Regions from separate parts of the Sus scrofa genome. Here all the other regions are linked to region 1. Evidence: chromatin contacts called from public Hi-C and HiChIP or PLAC-seq data. All regions are on one chromosome and are shown on one strand. Each heading gives the region's core, a stretch centred on a gene start, on an enhancer-like site or on the middle of the called end of the contact. The rest is flanking DNA. Distances are from core to core; before and after follow the strand shown.

What was found. Hi-C and Micro-C count contacts between places; a contact is called where the count stands out from the background. HiChIP or PLAC-seq counts read pairs in DNA pulled down with a chosen protein or histone mark.
Region 2: a contact with region 1 is called in an H3K27ac HiChIP or PLAC-seq map of alveolar macrophages. The contact joins two enhancer-like sites. A contact is called at or near these places in 2 of 2 datasets of contacts at active chromatin or transcription factors (alveolar macrophages and skeletal muscle).
Region 3: an H3K27ac HiChIP or PLAC-seq map of alveolar macrophages shows a contact between it and region 1. The contact joins two enhancer-like sites. A contact is called at or near these places in 2 of 47 Hi-C or Micro-C datasets (embryonic fibroblasts and liver) and 2 of 2 datasets of contacts at active chromatin or transcription factors (alveolar macrophages and skeletal muscle).
Region 4: a contact with region 1 is called in an H3K27ac HiChIP or PLAC-seq map of alveolar macrophages. The contact joins two enhancer-like sites. A contact is called at or near these places in 1 of 47 Hi-C or Micro-C datasets (liver) and 2 of 2 datasets of contacts at active chromatin or transcription factors (alveolar macrophages and skeletal muscle).
Region 5: a Hi-C map of embryonic fibroblasts shows a contact between it and region 1, with 7 times the contacts expected there. The contact joins two enhancer-like sites. A contact is called at or near these places in 8 of 47 Hi-C or Micro-C datasets (alveolar macrophages, embryonic fibroblasts, heart right ventricle and 4 more) and 2 of 2 datasets of contacts at active chromatin or transcription factors (alveolar macrophages and skeletal muscle).
Region 6: a contact with region 1 is called in an H3K27ac HiChIP or PLAC-seq map of alveolar macrophages. The contact joins two enhancer-like sites. A contact is called at or near these places in 2 of 2 datasets of contacts at active chromatin or transcription factors (alveolar macrophages and skeletal muscle).
Region 7: a contact with region 1 is called in an H3K27ac HiChIP or PLAC-seq map of alveolar macrophages. The contact joins two enhancer-like sites. A contact is called at or near these places in 1 of 47 Hi-C or Micro-C datasets (embryonic fibroblasts) and 2 of 2 datasets of contacts at active chromatin or transcription factors (alveolar macrophages and skeletal muscle).

What each region holds. Positions count from the first base shown.
Region 1 is chr7:92,377,424-92,380,799 of Sscrofa11.1, forward strand. No RefSeq gene overlaps it. Among named protein-coding and RNA genes, the nearest start is that of ZFP36L1, 120 kb to the right of the region's middle. Within about 2 kb of position 1,663, at least 45 of the 83 cell types and tissues checked have an H3K27ac peak or open chromatin away from gene starts, as enhancers often do. A contact at or near this core is called in alveolar macrophages, embryonic fibroblasts, liver and 1 more, where this site is marked.
Region 2 is chr7:92,035,805-92,039,222 of Sscrofa11.1, forward strand. The region is part of intron 9 of RAD51B (DNA repair protein RAD51 homolog 2); the gene reads left to right. Among named protein-coding and RNA genes, the nearest start is that of RAD51B, 450 kb to the left of the region's middle. Within about 2 kb of position 1,452, at least 23 of the 83 cell types and tissues checked have an H3K27ac peak or open chromatin away from gene starts, as enhancers often do. A contact at or near this core is called in alveolar macrophages and skeletal muscle, where this site is marked.
Region 3 is chr7:92,093,896-92,097,149 of Sscrofa11.1, forward strand. All of the region lies in intron 9 of RAD51B (DNA repair protein RAD51 homolog 2), which reads left to right. Among named protein-coding and RNA genes, the nearest start is that of ZFP36L1, 400 kb to the right of the region's middle. Within about 2 kb of position 1,731, at least 12 of the 83 cell types and tissues checked have an H3K27ac peak or open chromatin away from gene starts, as enhancers often do. A contact at or near this core is called in alveolar macrophages and liver, where this site is marked.
Region 4 is chr7:92,075,486-92,078,940 of Sscrofa11.1, forward strand. The region is part of intron 9 of RAD51B (DNA repair protein RAD51 homolog 2); the gene reads left to right. Among named protein-coding and RNA genes, the nearest start is that of ZFP36L1, 420 kb to the right of the region's middle. Within about 2 kb of position 1,561, at least 17 of the 83 cell types and tissues checked have an H3K27ac peak or open chromatin away from gene starts, as enhancers often do. A contact at or near this core is called in alveolar macrophages, where this site is marked.
Region 5 is chr7:91,967,269-91,970,620 of Sscrofa11.1, forward strand. The region is part of intron 8 of RAD51B (DNA repair protein RAD51 homolog 2); the gene reads left to right. Among named protein-coding and RNA genes, the nearest start is that of RAD51B, 380 kb to the left of the region's middle. Within about 2 kb of position 1,788, at least 10 of the 83 cell types and tissues checked have an H3K27ac peak or open chromatin away from gene starts, as enhancers often do. A contact at or near this core is called in embryonic fibroblasts, where this site is marked.
Region 6 is chr7:91,986,049-91,989,381 of Sscrofa11.1, forward strand. All of the region lies in intron 8 of RAD51B (DNA repair protein RAD51 homolog 2), which reads left to right. Among named protein-coding and RNA genes, the nearest start is that of RAD51B, 400 kb to the left of the region's middle. Within about 2 kb of position 1,548, at least 15 of the 83 cell types and tissues checked have an H3K27ac peak or open chromatin away from gene starts, as enhancers often do. A contact at or near this core is called in alveolar macrophages, where this site is marked.
Region 7 is chr7:92,113,746-92,116,843 of Sscrofa11.1, forward strand. The region is part of intron 9 of RAD51B (DNA repair protein RAD51 homolog 2); the gene reads left to right. The region is part of intron 1 of LOC106507734 (a long non-coding RNA gene); the gene reads right to left. Among named protein-coding and RNA genes, the nearest start is that of ZFP36L1, 380 kb to the right of the region's middle. Within about 2 kb of position 1,341, at least 13 of the 83 cell types and tissues checked have an H3K27ac peak or open chromatin away from gene starts, as enhancers often do. A contact at or near this core is called in alveolar macrophages, where this site is marked.

The sequences.
Region 1 (3,376 bases), core at 413-2,912:
AAGATGGGGTGAGTGGTGCCTGCTGATTAGGTTTGATGAGCTCATGTCTTAAGTAGAAAAGGAACGTGATCAGTTCTGCTTCTGAGCCCCGCGTGGAAGATAGCTAAGGAGTGGGCCAACCTGAAGATGGCACCATCCTGGAACACAGCCCTGAAATACTCTGTCCTGGGCCACTGTGTCAAGAACCACTCTCCCCTTCATCACATGGCACCAGAGTTCCCAGGGAACAAGGCTCTCTCCTCTGTTGAGAGCTTGAGCCGGCCCCAGAGGAAGAAGCATTAGGACTAAGCCCTGCATCTTTCTGTCCAGTTTCCCCCGTGCCTTGAACTTCTACCACCTCCCTTCCCTTGCCAGCAACCTGGAGGAGAGGAAACTCTACCCTGATTTTTTTGTTGTTGGTTTTTTTCTTTGGTTTTTTAGGGCCACACCCTCAGCATATGGAAATTCCCAGGCTAGGGATCAAATGGAAGTTGCAGCTGCCAACCTACACCACAGCCACAGCCACATGGGATCTGAGTTTTGTCTGCGACCTACACCACAGCTCACGGCAACGCCAGATCCTTAACCCACTGAGCGAGGCCAGGGATCGAACCTGCATCCTCATGGCTACTAGTCAGATTTGTTTCTGCTGAGGCCAGGGATCGAACCTGCATCCTCATGGCTACTAGTCAGATTTGTTTCTGCTGCGCCATGACGGAAACTCCCTATCCTAATTTTAACGTAGGAGCCACTGAGACTTGCATATATTAAGTGACTTCCTCCAGATCACACAAGACTCCACCCATCGCTCGGCCACCAACTTTGCATCTCATCTGCACCCACCTGTCTCCATCAATCCTAACGAGTCAGTCAGCTTTTCCCATCCCTAGGCCAGACACCTCCTCAAATAACAAACTGATTGATCTCTAGAAAAACCAAAGGCCAGTTCCAGTGGTCAAACACTGCAAGCTAGAGAGTTTCTCCCAAAAGTTCTATGGGAAGCCCAAGAATTCTGAATTCCAAAGCCAGCCAAATTTGGATTTCCTCTGTAAAGAGACCATCCGTCCCTGCAAAGAACATACCCTACCCCGTGTAGTTAGTTCCATGTTTCCTAATAACTTTTGCTTACACCACAAAATTGTCATAGATTATGGAAACACAAAAGCCTTGGAAAAGAAGAAAAAAAAAAAAAAATGTCCCGAGGCCCCTGGAAGTCATTATTCCTTCCTTTAGCAATTGCTGAGTTAAGCAGCAAAAATATGGTTTTCATCGTGCACCCCTCCCCCACCCCCCACTCTCTCTCTCTCTCTCTCTCTCTCTCTCTCTCTCACACACACACACACACACACACACACACTCAGACACACTCACATAGATGATCTGCTGGACATATGTTCACAAGAAAGCGGGCCTGTGGGGTGGGAGAAGATTCACATGTTGTGAGTCAAGAGCTTGAACATTTGAAAAGAAAAAGTGGGAGAGGGCGGGGAGTTTGCAGCCCTGGAAATGGAATATCCAGAGGATTTATTGCCTTTGAGTATCTCACGAGGCATTTTTTTTTATAAAAATCTGTAACTTATGGCTTTTTTTTTTTTTTTTTTTTTTTTTTTTTTTGTATAGGGCAGTAAACAAGAGCTCTGAAAGGGGAAGGAAGCCAGGAGAAAGCCAGCTCCATTAGTCACGCAGCTGCATATCCTGTCACAAAGGACCCCAGTTGAGTAATCGCCCAAAATATGCCTGTTATTTTTTTTTTCTGTCAGAAAAAAAATGGGGCCTGCCAAAATGTACTGTAAAAAGGAAAAAAATCTAGTCTCTCAGCCCCAGAGGGGGAAAGGAAAAGAAAGAAGAAACAGACGTGACTTCTCAGCACTTCTAACCCTTTCCCCAACTTATCTTTAAAAGAAAAAGCCCTCAGACTCTTCACAGCGATGGAGCTGGCTGGAAAAAAGCTGGCTCTTTGAGATGCTCCAGGTCTCAGAGGCCGTGCAGTTCCATGGTGCTGAGAGCTTAGAAAGAAGAGGGCCGTCGGAGAAAGAAGGAGAAGGACAGCCCCCAGCAGAGAGGAAAGAAGACAGGCCAATTGAACGAGGCCTTTGCTGGACCCAGTGAGCGAGCTCTGTCCCACAGGGAAGCTGGGCAGCCCCCTCCAGTTTCATGAGCATCGCATGGGCCCAGCCTGTGGCCGAGCACGCTTTTTCTGATGGCCTCAGCGAAACCACCATTGTCTCCAGCCTCCAACGTGCCCTAGGCTGTTTGGGCCACAGAATGGACAAGAAGAATTTGTGTGGCTGGACATCTGACTCTGGGGAAGTCTGAAGAAGAGGATCTGGAAAGGACCAGAGCTGCCTCCAGTCTCAGGAATTTCCCCGAATTGGCTTTGCAAAACCCCTCCATGCCAGGCTCCTGGTGGGGAAACTGAGGCACAGCCAACGAAGCTGTTCTGAAGCCTGGTGCAGTGGCTGCCTCTCTGCCGCACCCTCATTCCCTTGGCTCTCAGGATCAGGATGCGCAGAGCGGTCAGTCCAAACAGAGAGACTCTTGGAAAGTCGCAGCTTTCCACCTGCTCACATTCTGGTCTAGTCAGAACTGTCCACGGGGAAAGGGGTTGTCTGAACCCAGGTGATAAAAAAAAAAAAAAAAAGCAGGAGGTCTTCTCCTTAAGAAAGAGAATAGAGGCCAAAAGGGAGGAATGGGGAGTTCCCGTCGTGGCGCAGTGGTTAACGAATCCGACTAGGAACCATGAGGTTGCGGGTTCGATCCCTGCCCTTGCTCAGTGGGGTAACGATCCGGCGTTGCTGTGAGCTGTGGTGTAGGTTACAGACGCGGCTCGGATCCCGCGTTGCTGTGGCTCTGGCGTAGGCCGGTGGCTACAGCTCCGATTCAACCCCTAGCCTGGGAACCTCCATATGCCGCGGGAGCAGCCCAAGAAATAGCAACAACAACAACAGCAGCAAAAAAAAAAAAAAAAGACAAAAGACAAAAAATTAAAAAAAAAAAAAAAAAAAAAAAAAAGGGAGGAATGGGCAGAGGCACTGCTTTTGCTCTGGGCTGTCTGGAGCCTGTCTTCAGAGAAGCCAGCCTCAGCACCACAGGGCAGGGCTGGGAGAAGATCCTTTCTGGGAGCTTCTGTAGCTGCCTGAGTCCTAATCTGGCTGCTTGACTTTGGGGTCAGGGGAACTCCAACTTCACGGCCAAGTCCATCCCCATGCCACTTGCTGCAGGGAGGCCCAATTTTACCCAAAGCAAGGCCTTCCCAGCTCTTCCAGGCCTTTGAGCCCTGCCCATCCTGTCCAAGGCACAATCTCGAAGCCAGTCCTGAGCTTCATGTCCCAGCTCTGGCCTCCTGCTTCCCCGGGGACAGCTAATTGACACCTAAAGCCATCCAAAGGATGCAGTG
Region 2 (3,418 bases), core at 202-2,701, 340 kb before region 1:
TATGCAAACTGCACTGCATGTGGGGGCTTTCCATCTGCCTCCTTTGTGAATCTCTTCTCCTTTCAGTGCCTCCGAACTTGGGCCCCCAGAGAGGAGGACAGCAGCTGAATGTCATGCTCTTGGGCCCTGGCCCAGACATGCGTCTTTCTGGAAGGATGACTGAATCTCGTTCTTCAGTCTAAAGTTCCTCTTGATTAGCGGCCCTTTTTGTTTGTTGTTTTTAAGGCAGCTCTGTCTTTCCTTGGGAGCTCGCAGGGATGTGTTTGGGAGCCCCTTCCAGCTGGGAAGCTGCCCAACTCCCACAGCTGAGTCGGGGGATGGCTTCCCTTTAGTTCCGCTGCTGCCTGTGGATGACAAGGACTCCACTTCCAGCCCCGGCCACAGCGGCCCTTGTCTGCTGTGCAAACTTGGCTCTTGTCCTCTGGGTTTTCATTCTCCAGCCATCTGGGCATTTTGAGCACCCCTCTTATCTTGGTACCTTGGCACTCAGGACCCCATGCCATCCTATCTCGGAGATGAAAACAAAGGCATCCTTAGCTTTTGGCCTGCCCTTTCCCTAGAACCATGGGAGGCTGAGTGACAGTCAGTGAGATTGGGGGGTGGAGGTGGGGATAGGTCTGGAGTGAGGGAAATGGTTTCGTGGATAGAAAGCGTACGGAACGGTGTGACAGTAGCTGGCATTGACCAGGATGCCTAGTGACTGGTTTTCTCCTTTTTCCCTTGGCTCTTTTGAAATCAGGGAGCCAGAAGCCTGAAGCCCCCTGTGGCCTCTAATGGCTGTAGCTTCTCCAGGCCCGGCAGCCAGAGATTAGGTTCTAGCGAGAGCTCCATGCCAGCGGAGTGAAATCTAGCTCCCTACTAAGAATTCTACGTACATCACCAGCTTTTAAAATTCCTCCTTCCTGAGCATTCTTGTCGTGGCTCAGTGGAAACGAATCTGACTAGCCACCATCAGGATGCAGGTTCGATCCCTGGCCTTGCTCACTGGGTTAAGGATTCAGCATTGCTGTGGCTGTGGTATAGGTTGGCAGCTACAGCTCTAATTCAACCGCTAACCAGGGAACTTCCATATGCTATGTGCACGGCCCTAAAAAGACAAAAGACAAAAGACAAAAAAAAAAAAAATTAAAATTCCTCCTTCCACCTCCCCAACTGCTGATCTGGGGAGGGTTTGGTCAGGGTCCTTCACTCTTCAGAGAAGTGTCTGGAAAGATCAGGCTAAGAGTGCTGACAATAAGATCCCCATAATCATTCTGCCCAGAGAAAAATCAGCATTTGATGAAAGGACAGTTCCACTGCCTGGTTTACTCCTCCTCCATTGTGTGCTCTCTGTCCCTGCCCCCCCAGCCCTCTGACCTCTGACCCCTGTGCACTCATTCAGATCCCTCACCCTGTGCAGGCCTCATTTGGAGATGGTTGACAAGGTACTGCCCAGCCAAAGAAATGCAGCCCAACAGTGTTGAGTCACTTCCGTTTAGACCCTGGTCATTGGGTGTGGCTGCAGCTTCTTGAAAGGCAGCCCTAAAATACTCGCCTCTTTTCAGAGAATCTGATTTCACCTTTGGCTGTGGATCATTTGCTTACTGGCGTTCATTCATATATTGGAAGCCTGAAGCCTCCACACACTTGATTCTACAGAGCAGTAGTGTAATACTAACAAGACACGTCCTGATTATGGCGCCAAAAAGGTGATGCAACCTCATTTCGCACCAAAGCGGGTGGGTCTGTGTATTTATGTTTTCCTAGTTGAGGCAATAGACCTACAGGAAGGGTCAGAACTTCATTCAGGATCGCCCAGCGAGTCCAAGTTTTGATCCTCTGGTCCCCATGACAGGCCATAGAGGTCACTTGCCTGCAGAGCATGGGAGCCATGTCACTGGAACCATAGGTTCTAAATATGACTTCCTCTCCCCACCTACTGCCACTGTCATCCAGTTGCCAGAACCCAACTGGTTTTCTGCAGGACGCCAGCTAATGGCACTCTGCGGGGGTTCCGCCTGCAAGAGTTTCAGTCTTTGTCTCTTTTCAGGTGGTACATTTCAACCAAGAAGATAACTCTTCCCATGGAAACTTAACTCCCTCTCATTTTCAGGGTTTCTTTCCAAGAATCACTCCCTGTCAGCCCCTGGTCCTCTCTCTAGCAAATTGAGAAGAAATAATGGTATAGAGACCGATCGTCGCTCTAAATGCACGTGAATGAGTGATGCCCTGAACTTTTATGTCTCTGTAAATGAGTGGAAAAGGAATGCATATTCTCTGGCACAGGCTGGCTCTACCACATGGTTTGAAGTAAATGCCGCTTTATTTCACATTAGGAAGAGAGGCTTGGAGCAGCTTGGCAGCAGATCTGTGGCTGGGTAATTAATCTAAGAACTATAGTTTCTCCCACATAGGAGATTAAATACCGGTCTTTGGTCAGATCAAAGCGGGCTTCTTGGATGATCTGATCTTTGCAGGAGACCCCACGTTGGCCCAGCACAACTGTCTCTGCATGTATGGCTCCTTTTGTTTTGTTTTGTTTTTTTAAAAAAAGAAAGAAAGGGAAAAAAAGACCATTTTCATGTTTACACAATTAGGCCTGCCAGCATTGGTAGCTCTTTAGACCCCACGTAAAACTTGAGCTTTACTCGTGCTGAGTAAACATGGATTTTTTTTTTTTTTTTTTTTGATCCTACTAAAACAAGTCACTGTATCTCAGAGTTTGACGAAAAGTGAATGTTCATTTTCTGAAAGGGAACAGCAGCATTTCTCTTGGGGGGGCCTTATAATAAATAACATCTTGGACTAATCTGGCATTTTCTTTAGGCGTTCACCCATAGAGTTTATGTAATCTCTCATTCATTTTCTTCATGTCTCATTGAGACAGTTTGGATACTGGTGGTATATTCTTCATTGGTAAAATGGAAAGAACCAAAGTGTGAAATTCAACTTAGACGGATGACAAGAGAGAAGGCAGACATTTGTATGACCAGTGTTGGCAAGGTGCTGCCCAGATCTTTTCAGTTTTGTCAGGGCCTGCATTTCACCTCCCCAAGGAGGGGTTCTGAACAGTGTATAGCCTGGGCCAGGGTGCATCAGGCTTGTGGCCAGGTGGAACTGGAGCAGTCAGTGGAACTGGTTCCAGATTCCCAACCTGGCACTAATTCTATGCTAGTCAAGGAAGAGTTTTTCAAATCATGGTGTGAGACTAGGGAAAATCCACTGATGCTTTGATGGTGGCCTTTGGAGATACCTTGATAATATTTGAAACCATTCCCATGGCAGGCCCAGGGAGAGGTCTTTCTTCAGCACCATCAGGCAGAAGAAACGGGGCCTTTCTGGCTGAGTTGACCTGTGGGTGGGCCCTCTAGCACGTGTTTCTCATTAGGAATGCAAGAGAGAGGAGCATTCCATGGTGACTCTCCCTTCCTTCTCAGCA
Region 3 (3,254 bases), core at 481-2,980, 280 kb before region 1:
GACATGTTCTTCTGATGGTATGTGGATAGCTTCCTGGGACATGAAGGTGACCTGGTTAAAGCCTGAAAGGACTCCTGGGGACAAGTTGGGGGGGTGGTGGGAACCTCTTGTTAAATCACTAGCACGCTGACTCATGGCTTTTGGGCCCATCCCTGCTGGTCTTTAGACTCAGAACGCTGTGCTTTCTGATACCAGCTGGACTTTTTATATTCATTGTATTCCTTTACTTTACTCTAATCCTTCTTTCCAGATAAGAAACCAACTGAAAAAAAAATCAATTAATTCTTCACTTGCTCTTGAATTTCTCCCCATTGGAGCATCAGTGCCTCTTTGCTGCTGATTCTCCTTCTGTATTTTATTCTCTTTGGATGCTTCTGAGTTGGAGTCTTATTAATAAGCAAGATAAAAATACAAGCTAATTATTTAACTGGTTTTTTTTAAACAAGCTAATTAGTTACCTTTTCAAAGCATCGGCCGTAAGTTTACAATGTTTCCCATTCAAGCTTTTTCAGAATTTTTAGCCCTGTGGTGTATCCTGGTGTACCGCTTGTTCTCAACCTGGAATGGTCGTGCCACTCCAGGGGCTATGAAGCTGGAGGGGGATGCTTCTGTAGGCCACCCCTAAACATCCTACAGTGCATAAGACAGCCCCCTACAACCAAGACTCGGTCCAGCCCCAAATGCCAGCAGTGATGAAGCTGTGAAACCGTATAGTGTACAACGCAGGAAATGCAACTGAACTAGATGAGGATAGCGCACCAGTTTCACTTCTTCAGGATACCCTCCTCTTTTTACGGGGAGGTTGTGTCTGGTTACTTCCCATGAACAACAGCTGGCCCTTGGGGTTGGCAAGTGTGTCCCACAGTGAAGGTTCCACTTCTAGAGAGGTTGCATTCGGTTCCCTCACAGTGTTACTTTCCATACCCAATGCTCAAGGTCTCCACCAGCATATTTTGCTGCCCCTCATGATCAGGTCTATGGTCAGGAGTAGAATATAAACATTTCCCCAGACATCCTTGGGTCTAAAGTTGACTCTGCTGGCTGGCAAGCCACAGACCTTCCAGCTGACGCTTTGACTATATGAGTCCTGGGGCCCTATTCTAGGAAGACAGAGGTAAGCGGGTAGTGACCCCGCTGGGTGGGGAAGTTTGGGAGATGAGCAGGGATGAGGTGTATACTTTTTGCTTCAAGCGTCTTTCTCAATATCCCTATTTAGGCCTATTGAATAATTCAGTGACCGCTTCAGTTTCTTCTCATGAGTCAGCTTTTCACTTTGTGAAAGCAAAACCCATTTGCATCAGTGAAGTTTCGCTTAATTTTTTTAAGTTTCTTATTACCTTATTGAAGGTGATAAATAGGTAAACTTTGGGTTGGGGGGTGGGGGGGACATTTACCAAAATGCTTCAGTCAGGGATTTATTTTAAAACTTCTTTTGCTTCCCAAGGGTCTTCGGTTGTTTACCTACTGGAGTTTGATTATTAAAGAGATTATTGTAAAAATGAACCAACTTTTGAAAGTATGAGACAGGATTTTCCAATATGGCCCAGTCCTGGCTGGCCTCTGTGCCAGGTGAGTCTCTGAGCAGCTGGCACAGTAATGCCACCTGGAAACAATGACCATTGAAAAAGAAACAGGGAAAAAAGAAAAAACTTTAAAAGAGCAGTAAATAAACTGTAAAGCAGTTGTTTGCCTCCCCCAGTGTCAAAGTCTGCTCTCGGTATGCGCGAGCCTCATTTATCGCATGTGATAAATGCTTAAGAAGGAAACTGTTCCACAGTCTATAGCTCTGACTAAAGGAAACTTATTTGGGGGTCAGAATAAAAGTTCCCTTTTCATGTGTTCATCCGCAGGTTGTAAGTTATACCCCTATGAGCATTCTTGCAGCTGTGTACCTTTTATGCAGTTGTTAGGAATTATATGTCGAGTATACAATCACAAGAATTCAGTCAAATTAACTTGCCTTTTTCCTGGAACCAAAGGTCAGTGTCTCTCTAGAGACCTCCTCCCCTCCCCTGCACCCCACCTGTGGGCTACGGTTATATTTAGAAAGCATGTCACAGCTTTTTTATTTTATTTTATTTTTTTTAGACAGGATGGTTTGTCTGTGACCATGATCTTCCAAGATGGACAGAGAGGGCTGGGTCGTTAGGTAGTGTGAGGACGGGGGAGAAGCTAGTGGGAGCTGGTTGCAAACAGAGACGGGAGCGTTAAGTTACTGCAATGGCCATCTGTCTCTGTTTTGCTAAGTCATTAGCTCGGACACCACATTGTGTTCCTGCTCACGTCCCCTGGCTATGCGCTGGATCCAGGTCTCGGGGAACAGTGGGACTGCTCAGCCTGACTCTCCCATCAGCTGGGCTGCCGCCTCCTGCGATGGGCAGCTTCCCAGGCCTGCAGCCTTCACTGCAGCATCACGTCCAGGCGAAGCCTTCCCTCAGTCCCCACAAGAACAGTGGAAGCTCTGCTTTGGACTCAGCTCATCCTTCCAAAAACTCTTAGAGCCAGTGTGATAGAGTTTGGCCTTTCATCCGCAAGCAGCCGCTTCCCTCCTAGCACCCCCTCAAGGCAATGGCAACTTCAGACTGACCGCCTGGGGAGTTTGAGGGTACCGTGTGTATGTTCCATCAGCCAGGTGCTCCTCCACTCCTCCTAAAAACACTGATGAGCACAAGAGCCCATCAGGAAGCTAAGAATGAGTAAGCCTAATTGGTCCCCCAAGACAATACCCAGGAGGACATGTCTTATGTCTGGTCCTAGTCTTGCATTAGGAACATCCAGTGATGACACTCATGGCACTTTTCTGAGAAGAGTTTTTCAGGAATGTGACCTTCTCTTCGGACAAGCTGGGTGGGATCTGCAAGTCACTTCTATGCACTTATTTTGACCTCTCTGGCCCTTGGTCTTCTCATCTGCAAAAGAGTGTTTGCTGAGGAGTTCCCGTCGTGGCGCTGTGGTTAACGAATCTGACTAGGAACCATGAGATTGTGGGTTTGGTCCCTGCCCTTGCTCAGTGGGTTAACGATCCGGCATTGCTGTGAGCTGTGGTGTAGGTTGCAGATGCGGCTCGGATCCCGAGTTGCTGTGGCTCTGGCGTAGGCCAGTGGCTACAGCTCCGATTCGACCCCTAGCCTGGGAACCTCCATATGCTGCAGGAGCGGCCCAAAGAAATAGCAAAAAGACAAAAAAAAAAAAAAAAAAAAAGAGTGTTTGCTGAAAAGGACTAGCTATTTTGTGAAGTCTTTTCCAACTCTAAA
Region 4 (3,455 bases), core at 311-2,810, 300 kb before region 1:
TCTCCACCAGGACTCCAGGAGGAGCCGGAAACAGGCTGCGTGCGTGCGTGCATGCATGTGTGTGTGTGGTGTGTGGTGTGGTGTGTGTGTTGAAAGGAGAGGCGCCAATTTAGTAAGACTCAGAGCCCTCCCTTCACTGGTGAGCGGCCATGTGCCCAGGTACAAGATGGAAATCACAGAGCCCCCTAAATAAAAGGTAAAATCCATGATGTGTTAGCATCTTGGAGAGAGTGCTGTGCTCCAGGGAGACCCTCTTCTGACCCGGGCTGCCCTCCCTTTTTCTGCACAGGCTCTGAATGGGGGCCCCAAGGTAGTGGGCTCTTTCTCGGATGCCCGCGGGGTATGGCCGAGTAACTGTCCCTTTGGCATGTGCTTGGCCTTCAGGTCGCCATCAGGCTCCTCCTAACACGTTCTCGTCCGTCCTCTGCCATCCTCTCTCCTCGCAGGGCTGCACTTGTGTCCCTGTCCCCCGCCCTCCTCCCCCGGCTCCCAGCCACCCCCTCACCCCATGCCCGCTTCTCCCCTCCCACTCCCCTCCTGGGCCCCAGAAGAGCCCTCTCTTGACTCAAGACACCCATTAAACAGAGTGAGACACTAACAATCGGCGGGCACTTTGTGAAGAGGGCCAATTAGAAGGCGGATTGACCAGAGCGAGCCGCGGGACGTCCAGAAAGACGCTTGGCTTCTGGGGAGTGGGAGCCTAATCCCGTTACTGGCCGGCGGGAGACTCCGGGGGCCGCGAGCCTCATCCCTGCTGGGCCTGGAGGCATGTCATTGGACGCCGGCCGGGCCTGGAGGGCTCCGCTGGGCAGCAGCATCCCCCCACCCCCGTCCGCCCCCAGCCCCCCTCGCGTTTCTTTTCTTTCGCAGTGACACACACTGCAGTGCCTCTGAGGTCATTTGTTTCCCACAGCCTCACAGGGCGCTGTGGCAACCAGGGGGACAATGATCTCTCACAGGAATGATGGGAGGCCTTGTTTTGCCTTAAATAAGCCCCTTCAAGGGAGCAGTAAGGTCTGTTGTGTGTGCAGTTTTTTTTTTTTTTTTTCCTTTTTTCAGAAAATCCTCTTGCCCATAGTTCCAGTGTGAAGTACTCAGGCAACTTCAATCGAAGACGTGAAGAATCGTGTGTGTGTGTGTGTGTGTGTGTGTGTTTAATTTTATTTTTATTGCTGTTTTGAGCCTAGGATCAGGTTTTCCCTTCTGCCAGTTTTCCCACTCATGCTCCCGAGACCCCAGCGTTCTTTGGAGAGTTTTAGGCAGGAAGTGGCAGGTGTTGGGGCAGAGACGCCCATAGCTCCGCGCTGGCATTCTCACTGCCCTTGACTGGCCAGGCTGCCCTGGGATGAGTGCCTCAGAGCTGTGGTACTCTGGCACTTGGCTCAGGCTCTCCTGGGCCTGCAGGAAGTGCTTGGGCCTGGAGATGGAGGGCTGGAATTCACAGCAGAGTGAGCGTGAGCTGGGAGAAAAGGAACTTTGAGGGCCCCTCCGACCATCAGCTTTAATGGCACTGCTTGTATGTGGAAAGAAAAGGGCCTGTATGTGAAATAGGGAAAAAAGAGAAGTCAGATTCTGTGCCGGCTTTAGCTGTTTAATGAGGAACGATGTGAGGTTATTTCTATCCACACTCTGATAGCACCGCTGGAAAGCAAGGAGCCATCGTATTTGTCTTATGATCCCAGTGTTTTCGGTCTTAAGACCTATGAGTTGGCTAATCTTTCGAGCTTGCATGTGCATGCATTATTATTTGTAAAGGCTTTTTATTTGGTGAATTATGGTGCATCATATAATCTAGATATTTCATCTGGAGAAATTGAGGCTAGGCAGATTCAAGTCTTTCCCCAAACCACACGATGAATTAATTTCAAAGTTTAAGATGAAAACCCAGCTCCTTTAGTTTCCAGATCATTAACTAATCAGTGTGGTCTACAAATTCTTTCTCCTTGTTCAAAAAAAAAGAAAAGAAAAGAAGAGAAAACAAACAGAAAAGGCAATCAAGACCTTCTCTCTCATCTAGGCCATATGTACTATCAGAAACTGTCTGGCTGTCTAAATTATATTTTAAAACTATCTTCCTTTACTTTGTATAAGTCATACTCCCAACTGTTTACAAAATGTTATCACCTCTTTGACATATCAGACTCCAAAACTGTTGGCTTTATGACTGGCCACTAGAAGAATATAATATTTTCCCCTTACCTTTTCATTTCCTGACTTTTTTCCAGTGATAATTTTAATACATTTGTGAAATACTCGGGCAGGAAGGAGAGTTTTCCAGATGTTCCTGTTGATTGCTCTGTTGCGACCACAGAACAATTCAAAGACTGGTATCGCTTTTTTTGTAAATTGAAGAAACATTTTTTTTTTTGATAACTAGATATCCTTGAGCATAATAAACACTTCTAAGATTAACTCTTAACAACCCCAGTGTCATTTTAATTGTTCAGAAATTCTGAAGTGGGAGTCCTGGAAGTTCTGATAAATGGATTGACATATTGTCTTATTTCTCTGGACCATCTGTTAAATGCTTATTCTCAACTGTTCATTAGCTTCAAATAACAAACAGACCACAGTCAATTCCCAAAAGATACCCAGTGTCTCTCTCTTACAGTAAGAGGACATTGGCCAGACCATCTTTTCTCTGGCCATAATGGAAGTGTTCCAGTCTTAACTAAAGCTAGACCAACTCATGTTTAGTATTCTTATTAAGGAAACAGCAAAAATAAATATGTCACTAACATAAGGTCTATAGCAGATGATGAATGGCAAAAGAACACCCCTGATCTACTGTCCTTGACAAGCTACCTTCTGAGATGTTTGACTCTAAGGAAGTGTAGCTTGTCCCTGGTTTGCCTGGACTCAAGCAGCATTCCCTCCGGTTCTTCCGAACATCTCCCCAGAGGCTCTTTGCCTCCTGTCAAATCGCACTGTGTCTTCCAGATGCACAGGAGATGAGTTTAAGTCCAAAATGGTTAGGGTTAGGGTCCAAAATGTTGAGTAGCTAGAAACTGGCCATGGCGGCTTTGGGAGCTGGTAAATAAATAACAGGCTTGTTGTCCCACACCCTGGTTTAATGCTCTCAAGAGGTTCTTATGTTGCTCACATTAGTGGGCATGTAAATGAAACCCCTGTTGGCCTTGGCAGATATTGGCCTCTTCTGTGACCTTGTTTGACTGAAACAAAAAGTCATTGGTGGAACAAAATTTCAGAGCTCTGAACTTGGTTGAAAGAAAAGGGCAATTCTCTGAATTGGGTAATTGGATCACCCTCGCAAGTGCCCTAGGGCTTATATCAAACATATAAGAAGGGGATTAATAACTGGAGTGTATAAATGAGCTTCAGGCAGCTTCCAACGGTAACGTTTCACTCTCAGGGGCTTTAGGACATAAAAACAGATTTTTTTTTTTCCAGGGCATTTTGAAGTGCCCCTTATAAAATGTGGGCAGGTACTGCAG
Region 5 (3,352 bases), core at 538-3,037, 410 kb before region 1:
CTGCTGGATTAAAAGTTTCATGAAAGAAAAGAGACTAACTCTTCAAGTTGTTTTGACTCTTTATGTAAGAGCTTCTTATTTTAGGGTCAGTGGACCCCTCACCTCCTTGAATGGATATCCATGAACTCAGATAAGAAACAATATTACACTCCATTTTCGCTAAACTTGTAATGAAATTGTTTAACATTTCCTTCCATTCCGAAGGAAGACAACACACCACAGTTGTATTAGCAGTACCTGTGATTTTAAATTATTGATACTTGACTATTTCAATTGTTCCAGATATCTTGAAATATTCCTTATACTTACCACTACTTTGACATTATCGTGATTACATTAGGCCCACCACTAGATTTTGCTGTTTAATCAATTAAGAGGCATATTTATTAATATTTCGTGTATTCGAAAGTTATGTCTGAAAACTGGATTTCCATAAAATTGGTGTCCTTTGTGATTGTCCTAGCCAGTGTTGCTGGCCATTTCTGTCATGCCCCTCACCATCTGATGTCTGCTAAGTGTTCTCTCTGGAAAAGAGTAGGAAGTTTCTCTTTGTATTTTATTTTATGTACTTGGAAATATTTTTCTGAGATGGCTTCCATAGCTTTCATCAAACCACCAAAGGGATTGTGGCTTGAACATTATGAAGTCTGTTAGGTGAATGCATTGGGCTTTATGAATACTCAGGTACTGAGTAACCAGGACGTGATTTGGGAGGAGCTGGAAAAATAGTCCAGCATGTACTTCTCTGTGGCCTTGATTCCTTCATGTCTGGAATATTCTGTTTCTCCTCCTAGACAGAACTACATCCTCCCTTCTCCTTCCTTCCCCCTTTCACCTAGTACCTCTCATTTCTTCCTCATTCTCTCTCATTTTTATTTCTTTTTCTTCCTCCTTCATTTAGCTCCTCCTCCTCCTTTTTTCTTCCTTTTCCTCTCCTTTCTAAAAATATGAATATCTTAAAGAGTTTTGTGTTTCAACTATTTTCAAAAAATGCTTCCTCTTTTGGATCTAAGAATGAATCCAAAGATGGGGGGGGGAAGAGTTGAAAGCAAGCATTAATAACATCAAGAAGAAGTAAGATTTGCCAACGATAAGTGTAAGGTAACTACCTGGAGATCATTAAGAATTCACCTTGAAGGGCATCTATTTGGTGTGTTGGTCTGGCTCCAGGAAGGAGCCTGTGCATCTTGGTTCTGGCCCCATAATTCCGAGTCCTGTTTTCATGTCTGACTTACCTGGCTCCTTTTTATAAATTGTTTGCCTCATAAGATAATCATTTGCTCTTAATTTTCCAAGTACCCATAGGGAGGGACCTTTTTGAAAGAATGAGTTAATCAGACTGTATTACTGATTTGCAGTCATTTCTTTGGGATCGGTTCAAGACTATACATATTTATGGGCAAAAGTTATCACACAGTTTTGTTTAAAGTGGAACTTTTGATGCCTGAAATAAGTTAGTGTTTAGTTTCTGAGATTCATGGTCTCACCTGTCTGCTGAAATGTAATAGTGATTCATCTTAGTCATTGGTCATGGGTACCAGTACCTACTGATACCATCTGTATGGCTTTAGCATTTTTCCTCTTTTCCTTAAAGTAAGTCCTGTCTGGGATAATGCCATTTTTCTACACTAAAAACATTAGCTCGTCTTACAGCTAACATAAGCTGAAAATTAGAGGTGCCTGGGGGAGGGAAATGAGGCAGATGGATTGTTTACACGAGTGCTATAGTTTCACTTTTCATGCACCAGTCACCTTGGAAGAATGAATGCCCTGTAAGTTTGCCAATCAGATTGCTCCAGTCATCTCTAAACATTCCATTTGGTTTATTAGAATAATAAATACTGTGCAAAGAGAATTCATCTGGATCCAGGACATTATTCTGTGGTCAACTAGAGAAATATGTGCTACACCTTACCTCTGACTCGATTTGGTCAGGTGACACATTGAATTTGACAAGTGGATACAGATTTACTCTCTTTGGGCATTGACTCTGAGAATAGGTCACTGGAGTTACAGCTTGTGTAACTGAAGTTATAGCATCTTTGTTACCTCTCCTAGCCAATGTTGGTGGCCATTTCTGTCTTGCCCCTCACCATCTGATGTCTGCTAAGTGTTCTCTCTGGAAAAGAGTAAGAAGTTTCTCTTCATCCTGCCAGGCAGATTTGGGCATCTGAAATCAGCCCCAGAGAAGTCTTACCGAAGAGTCCATTTAAATGTTTCATCTGATTCGATGACTATGACTCTGAATTCATTTCCGTTTGGGAAGTGGAAGTTTTTAGGGCTGGTTTTCAGATCCTTCCATGTGTCCCTTCTCTTACTCACCCTTGTTACAGCTGTTCCCACCCATACCTCTGGTGCTCTTGGGGAAGAAGCTCTGTGAATTACACTGCTTCATCATAGCAGTTTGGGATTTTCTCTCACCCTGCTTTCTTTATCTGTAGAGTCCCTCTTCTCTGAGATCAGCTCACAATCCTTCTATGTCTCCAAGCCCTGGGTCAGATCCTCCCTCCTTCACAAGCCTATCCTACTGTCTTAATCTCTCACCACCCATCTCTCTTGCTGTGAAACTTTAACAGATCTGACAGTTGATATAAAAAGTTAGACTTTGGGCACAGGAAGCAATCAAATTGAGGCAGATAAATACTAAAATCATCAATATAAAATTTGGGTTTATTCATCTAAGACATATTAAAAAGATCGTAAGTAATCAGTATTTCTATGAACAAAGCTCTTACTTTACCATTTGATTACTGGGGGCAAAAGTTCTAGAGAAAAGTAATAAAATCTAAGATGGAAAAAAATTAGAAAATGATCAATGCAGTAGTCAGATTAATTGCAGCATTATTTATGAAGGGAAAACACCCTCAATGTCTAACAGTGGTGACTAGTTCCTTTAATACTATGCTTCTATTAATTGATAACAATTTAAAGTTAAATGATTTTAAATATTTTGCATCGGTAAGAATTTTGCCATGATGGTAAACAGTAAGAACAGAATATCAAATTATAAAAATGTGTATATATGGATCAGGATGGAGCATGGATAAATGAAAACAGTTGACTTGTTAAGTTAGTGCATGGGTAGTTTTTTTAATTGGAAGATTTCCATTGTAACAATATTATAAAACCCTGAAGTTTATTATAAGACTATATTAGAGTTTTAAGTGCTGTTTTCTATGAAAATTTTTGACATCCTAACTCAGTTATAAGCTTTGTAAAAGTGGGGACTCTTTGCCTTTTATTTCTACCATAGACTGTTTTTTGAAAGAGTAAACTGGGGAGTTCCCATTGTGGCCCAGTGGGTTAAGGACCCAGTGTTGTCTCTGTGAGGATGCAAGTTTGATCCCTACCC
Region 6 (3,333 bases), core at 298-2,797, 390 kb before region 1:
TCAGCTTCCGATCCTGTATCCAGTTCCCTCTACTGATAGGGCTTCCTCTTACCCTGATGCCTGGAGTGAACAGACCCTTATGAACTAGACACCAGTGCTACCATTTTTTTTTTTTTTTAGGGCTGCACCCATGGCATATGGAAGTTTCCCAGGTTAGGAGTTAAATTGGAGCTACACCTGCCGGCCTACACCACAGCCATAGCAGCTTGAGATCTGAGCCATGTCTGCAGCCTACACCACAGCTTGTGGCAACACTGGATCCTTAACCCACTGAGCAAGACCAGTCCTTATGGATACTAGTCAGGTTCGTTAGCGCAGCGCCACGACAGGAACGCCCTACGATAACTTTTATCAGTGGTTAAAATGGACTTCTTAAACTGGAGCTGGAGGTAGGATTATAATGGCAGAGCTACTGTGTCTTTGGAACAGTAGCTCATTTGACCTTAGTAAACTTTGATCTCTTAAGACGGATCATTCATTTATGGCTAAGAACATCACACATACTTGTTAGGTCCCATAGTGAGTTTTTAGCAATAATTTCCTTGGGATCTGCCAGGTATCAGGTGCTGTGCCCGTGGCACAGAAGTGAATGAGACAATGGTGCTTGTTTTTAAGGTGTTCCCAGACTAGGGGGATGGACTGGTATGAAAAAATTAATTGCACAGTGTAAGATAGTAAATGCTATTCTATTGGTATGAATCAAGTAACCCAGAGAAGGAAAACGATTTGCTCTGGAAGATCAGGGAAGTGTTCACAGAGGAGGGAGTGGATGGCTAATGCTCTGAGGGATAAATATGACTGCTCAGCAAAATACGGATTATAAATACAGTGATGTTGGAATGCACAGTAAATGAGATGTCATGCCACCAAATGGGATAAGGTGTATGCACAGGGTTTGTAGATGGTGGAGAGATGTTCCCCTCCTGTTTATTCTTTATCTCTTCCCCAACTCATGAGGAATGAGGAAATCCTTGTCTAGCAAAGTGATCAATGTCTGCACTCTCGGAAATACATGTTAGAGACTTCCTTCTCTGGAAGCCCATGGCTTTTTGATCTGAGTGAAGTTATCAGAGGCCCTGTGGTGTAAATGAGCAGAGGACAGGCTCTAAAACAAACTTCTAACTCCACCACCTAAGAGCCGAGTGCCTTTTGACAAACAGCATATATTCCTGGTGACTTTGATATCTCTATGAAATAGAGTTAATCACAGCCCTGAATGCCCAAGATTTGTTGCCTCAAGTGCGCTAATAAATGTGAAGGCACTCTGTAAAGTGCTATGAAAATATGTAAATATTTCTATTTCATCAAGCCATCAGCAAACCGTTTATTTAGGTAGTTCTGGGTACTGTGCAGAGCTGCAGAGACAGAGGGCTCATCTTTTAGGAGTACAGAATCAGGGTTCCAAATCAGTTCCAAAGCAGGAGACCAGAGCCTTGAGTTCTCATTGAGTGCCCGCACCCCAAAAAGCAGACTTGTGAATCTGCCCCTGTAGGCTGCGTCCGAGGATCTGTGTGCCCTTTAGCTGTGTCAAAGGCAGCTCCGAAAGGGGAAGTATATTGTGCTCTCAGGAAAGACATTGCTTTTTTTTTTTGCTCTTTGGAAATGTTTGCTCTTTTGGTTTTGAGCTCTGAATGTGAACAATCCAGCTGATTCAGATCCCCAGAGTAGCCCTAATCATAGAAACCTTGTGACAACCACAAATATTAAAAACATACCTCAGTGTAGGCAACTACATAGGGCAAATACAAATGGTATCATAGGAACAAAAATCCCCCTATGCAAACCTAGAATGCCATTGCATCTAACATGAAGGAAATGATGACGGAACATGTTTACTGCTAGAACATTCCAAGGAGATAATTAGCCTTCTGGACAAAAGCAGTAGAAAGAGATTAACAAACGGCAATAATTTCCCTTGTTTATGGAAAGTAAAATTGGGGGATTAGATTAACATCACATTTTAAAATTTTAATTTACATACATTAAAGCATATAATTTGCTTGAGTTTTGGCAAATATGTAAACCCGATAACGACACTTCCATCACCCCCAAAATTCCCTCATGTTCCCTTGCAATCAGTCCCCTCCCCTGACCTCAGGTAAACCCTGTTTTGCCTTCTGAAACTCTAGTTTTGCTAAAGTTTAATTTTAATTTCTATTCTGCTGAGTAAGGATGGTATTTTGCAGAAATGACGATAGTCGAATACTGTCAAAATTTAGGATGAGAATCCTACCTCCTTTCAAAGGCGCAATTCCAGTAACTTCTCTGAGCCTCAGTTTCGTCTTATTAATAAGGACAATAACAGCTTTTCTCCACATCTCAGAAGGTTGCTATAAAAATCCAAAAAGAGGAGTTCCCGTCGTGGCTCAGCAGTAATGAACCTGACTAGTAACCATGAGGACTCGGATTCGATTCCTGGCCCAGCTCAGTAGGTTAAGGATCCAGCATTGCTGTGAGCTGTGGTGTAGGTTACAGATACGGCTTGGATCTCACGTTGCTGTGCCTGTGGTGTAGGCCAGGCAGCTGTAGCTCCAATTCAGCCCCTAGCCTGGGAACTTCCGTATACCACAGGTGTGGCCCTAAAGAGCAAAAAAAAAAAAAAAAAAATCCAAGGAAATAATAATAGATGAGAATTAAGTGTTTAAGGATTTGATGGACTATGTAGCAAAATATTAATGTTAATCAACAAGATAGCACTTCTAGATAGGAGCCATTTTAGAGAGGAATTTCCCTCCAGAGCTCCTGGAGTACCTGTACCTAGAGAAGAGTCCTCCCCATGGTTGTAGAGGAAATGCCTTTGACACAGTCGGCTCACGGGCCTAGTATTCAGACTCATGTTTCTGTGGTTGATAATAGAGGATTAGAATCTATTCAGCTGATATATCTGAGTTAACCTCAGATTAACCATATGTATCATGTTGGGTATGAATATAATACAAAAATTTCATATTTTTGCTGTTTTTGCCATGTTTAATCATCACAAATTCAGCAGTTTATTTCATGCACACACTGCCACTGCCCAGACCATGAAGCATTGAGTTTCACAGTTCCCATTTCACAGGGATAAAACTGAGCTTTTCAGATGTCAAGTCGGGTGCCAGAGGCTTCAGTGTAGACTCTCAAACTACTGTTATAAACCACTGTCATTTTAAACAAGTGACCTCAATGCCATTTCCATTGGAAACTGAGTGGAGAGTAGAGACTAACATATAAAGTAAAGCCTCTGATTGGGTTCTAGGCATTTCTCCGTGGGCAGCAAGAAGAGAATTGCATTCCTTCCTGGCCAGAGAGAGCAGGCCAATTTTGTCTTCCCTCTCTGGGCCAGATCACCAT
Region 7 (3,098 bases), core at 91-2,590, 260 kb before region 1:
GAAAACCCGTTTCACAGAAGCATCTTCCTGGCTTCGGTGGAATGAAGCCTACATTTACAAGAAAATGCCTCAGCTTCCCTTCAATGTTTGGGGTTTTGTTTTCTTTGTTTTGGTAGCATTTCCTTAAGGATAGTATGTGTTCTCTCCAGTGAGTGCATTTATTTTTAATTAAAGAATTCTTTTCAAAGGGTCAGGAGACCTAGCTTAGGTCCTTGCTCAGGATTTCTTTGCCATAAATGGAAGGTGGCAGGAGGAGAGCTGTGTTATTGGAGAAGAGAATCAGGGGCGTGGCATCCTGGGCAGCGCTAAAAGCTGTTTCTCTTCAGACACCCTTGTTCTGTCCTTCTCAAACCCATGTTTTCCTCGCTGTCTGAGAACCTTGATCATCCCTGTAAACATGGTGAAGAAATCCTATGCCGTATCCCCTAGAGAATTCTGGTTGATACATGCGTTTAAGAAGGACCCGTTTTTCTTTGTAGAGTCAGCATCTTCATCCCAGTTCAGGAAAATGTCCTATGCGCCGTCTCTGTCAGGGGACCTTACCATCTTGGTTTGCCCAGCACAGTCCCGATGTATCGCTGTTATCCCAATACACTTGCTAAAATGTCCCCATGTCATTTTCAGAAGTGTCCTGGTTGGATGATAACCACTCTATGACTATGGGAAACATAAAGTATTTTCTCCCCACAGGAAAACCAGGGGAGCTGCTTGAGTGGCTTCTGCTGACGCATACCAGTCTTTATCCTAGTGATTAACTAACTTTGTTTCCACCTTCTGCCTGGAGGATTAAGCCATCCCTCACCCTTGCATTCCAGAGGTTCTGATCACCCCACTCTTCTTGTCTTCTTCACATTTCTTACCTTCCTCAGCAATGAGTTTTATTGAAACGTGGACCAGCCTAGGTGTGTTACGCAAGATTCAGCACTGCATTCCCATCTTTCACCTCTAACCAAGAGACCCTGGGAATGAAATCTCCTGCTTTCCCAAAGTGAAGCAGCCTTATTCTTCACGCAGGCCGAATGCCTTCCTCCGTGGACAGATGCTGTTGAGGCAGTTATTGTGTGGTTTCACGCTTCAGATCCTTTATTTGTAAATCTGAAAGAAGACTAATAGCTTTAAAGTATTTTGAGACTCTCAAAGCTCAGAAGATTATAAATAACAAAAGATATTTTTTTTTTCTCAGCTAAAATGGCAGCACAGATACTGTGGTTACTTACTTAATAGATAGCGTGTGGTCCCTGGGCCATGCGCAGCTGATGGTTTTTTTCCAGTGCTCTATTTATAGAGCTAGGTCAGAAATATGACTTCCGTTGGAACTTGACCTACAGACCATTGTCAATTTTAAAGACCTGAGGAAGTAGAGTATATGCTACATACAGCTGGTTCACAGGTTCAGTTGATGAACCACAAGCACCCAAGGAAGTTGATTTTGCTGGAGGATAGGCATCTGAGCCTGTTTCAGTCTCATACATGATACCTTTTCCCTGTGGTCTCACGGAGCTTGTAGGTCATCTTGAATCTTTGTTCGACACATACGCTGTCCTAGGCAGTCTTCCTCCCTTTAATCCCACCTCCACCCTCTTCAGCGTTGGTCCCTGAAATTCTGGCTTTCTGCATCAAATAGAAAAAGAGCTGATGACCCACTAGCAGAAGTAACTTAGGCCACTCTGGGAAACTTGGAAAAAAGCAGATCTAAGTATTTCCCCACTTCATCTTCCTATTGGGGCTAAAAAAGTTCTCAGTCACTTCCTCAGTTCAGATGAATGACCCAACAAAACAACATATGCCGAAGCTCAGCAACTTCCATGGGCCTGGTTTCAAACAGGAGAAACTGAATTTAATGAATGATAATCCCCTTCTAATCCCTACCCTCTCACTCAGACTCCCATCTTTAAGCTTTGTTGTTATGAAGTTGTGTTTGCTGGGGCTTGGCCCCTGGCCAACACATGTTTACCCATCAGAAGGTTTTCGTAGGTAGGAGAGGCCAAGAAAATCCCGAGTCTGGAGAGAAATCTGCTCTTAGGAAAAGGACCAGACGTCTGCACTCACTTTAGGCTTAAATGGGTGCTGGGTAGGGTACAGATATTCAAAGACAGCACATGGAGTATTCTCACACTTCTGGAAAAAGGGAGGGGCAGAACGAGGAACTAATTTCTTGCATTAAAATACCATAAAAGCAAAGTTTTTAGTATAGGCAGGAACTCTGAGATCTTTTTGAACAACCCCTTCTTATCATGGATGAGGAAACTGAGGCTCAGAGAAGCAAGGTGACGGGTCCTTACCAAGGCCTGCCCTGCCATTCTTTGTTACATCATCCTCTTCTCCCACCTGGTCTCATTAAAATCCCACAGCGAAGTCAGAAACAGAACTCCAGGGTCCTGTCTGCTAGCCAGCAGCCGACCATATGCTATCATGCATTATATAGAACAGGCTTCAGGAAGTGAGGACCAGAGATAAGAAAGAGAATGTCAGATCCAATGCTAACATACCATCCCTTTCCCCAAACTTATTTCGGTACCGAAAACATTTGCCAGTATTTTAATTCTTTTTTTTTTCCTTTTTAAAATTTCTTCTCGAGTTTCAATAAGTTGTCTTTCATCTAAAAGGGCAGGAAGGAAAAAAAAAAAAAAAAAAAGGATTTTCCATCGTGGCTTCGTGGTAAGGAACCCGGCTAGCATCCATGAGGACGCGGGCTTCAATTCCCTGGCCTCGCTCCGTGGGTTAAGGATCCAGCATTGCCGTGAGCCGTGGTGTAGGTCGCAGCCACAGCTCGGATCTCAAGTTGCTGTGGCTGTGGTGTAGGCCGGCAACTACAGCTCCAATTCGACCCCTAGCCTGAGAACCTCCGTATGCCATGGGTGTGGCCCTAAAAAGACAAAAAATAAATACATAAAAGAGCAGGAGGGACCAAATGTCCAGAATATCCAGCCCTCTTAGGCCACGAACTTCTGTCTCTTCCTATTCTGGGAGTCACTGCTTTGTTTATACTTTAAAAAAAAAAAAAATCATGGAAAAGTCTATTCTCTTAAAGTTGACCTTTTTACTTCACTTTTATGTTATGTACTGCAGATTCAGTTTGACCTCCCAGAAATGCCTAG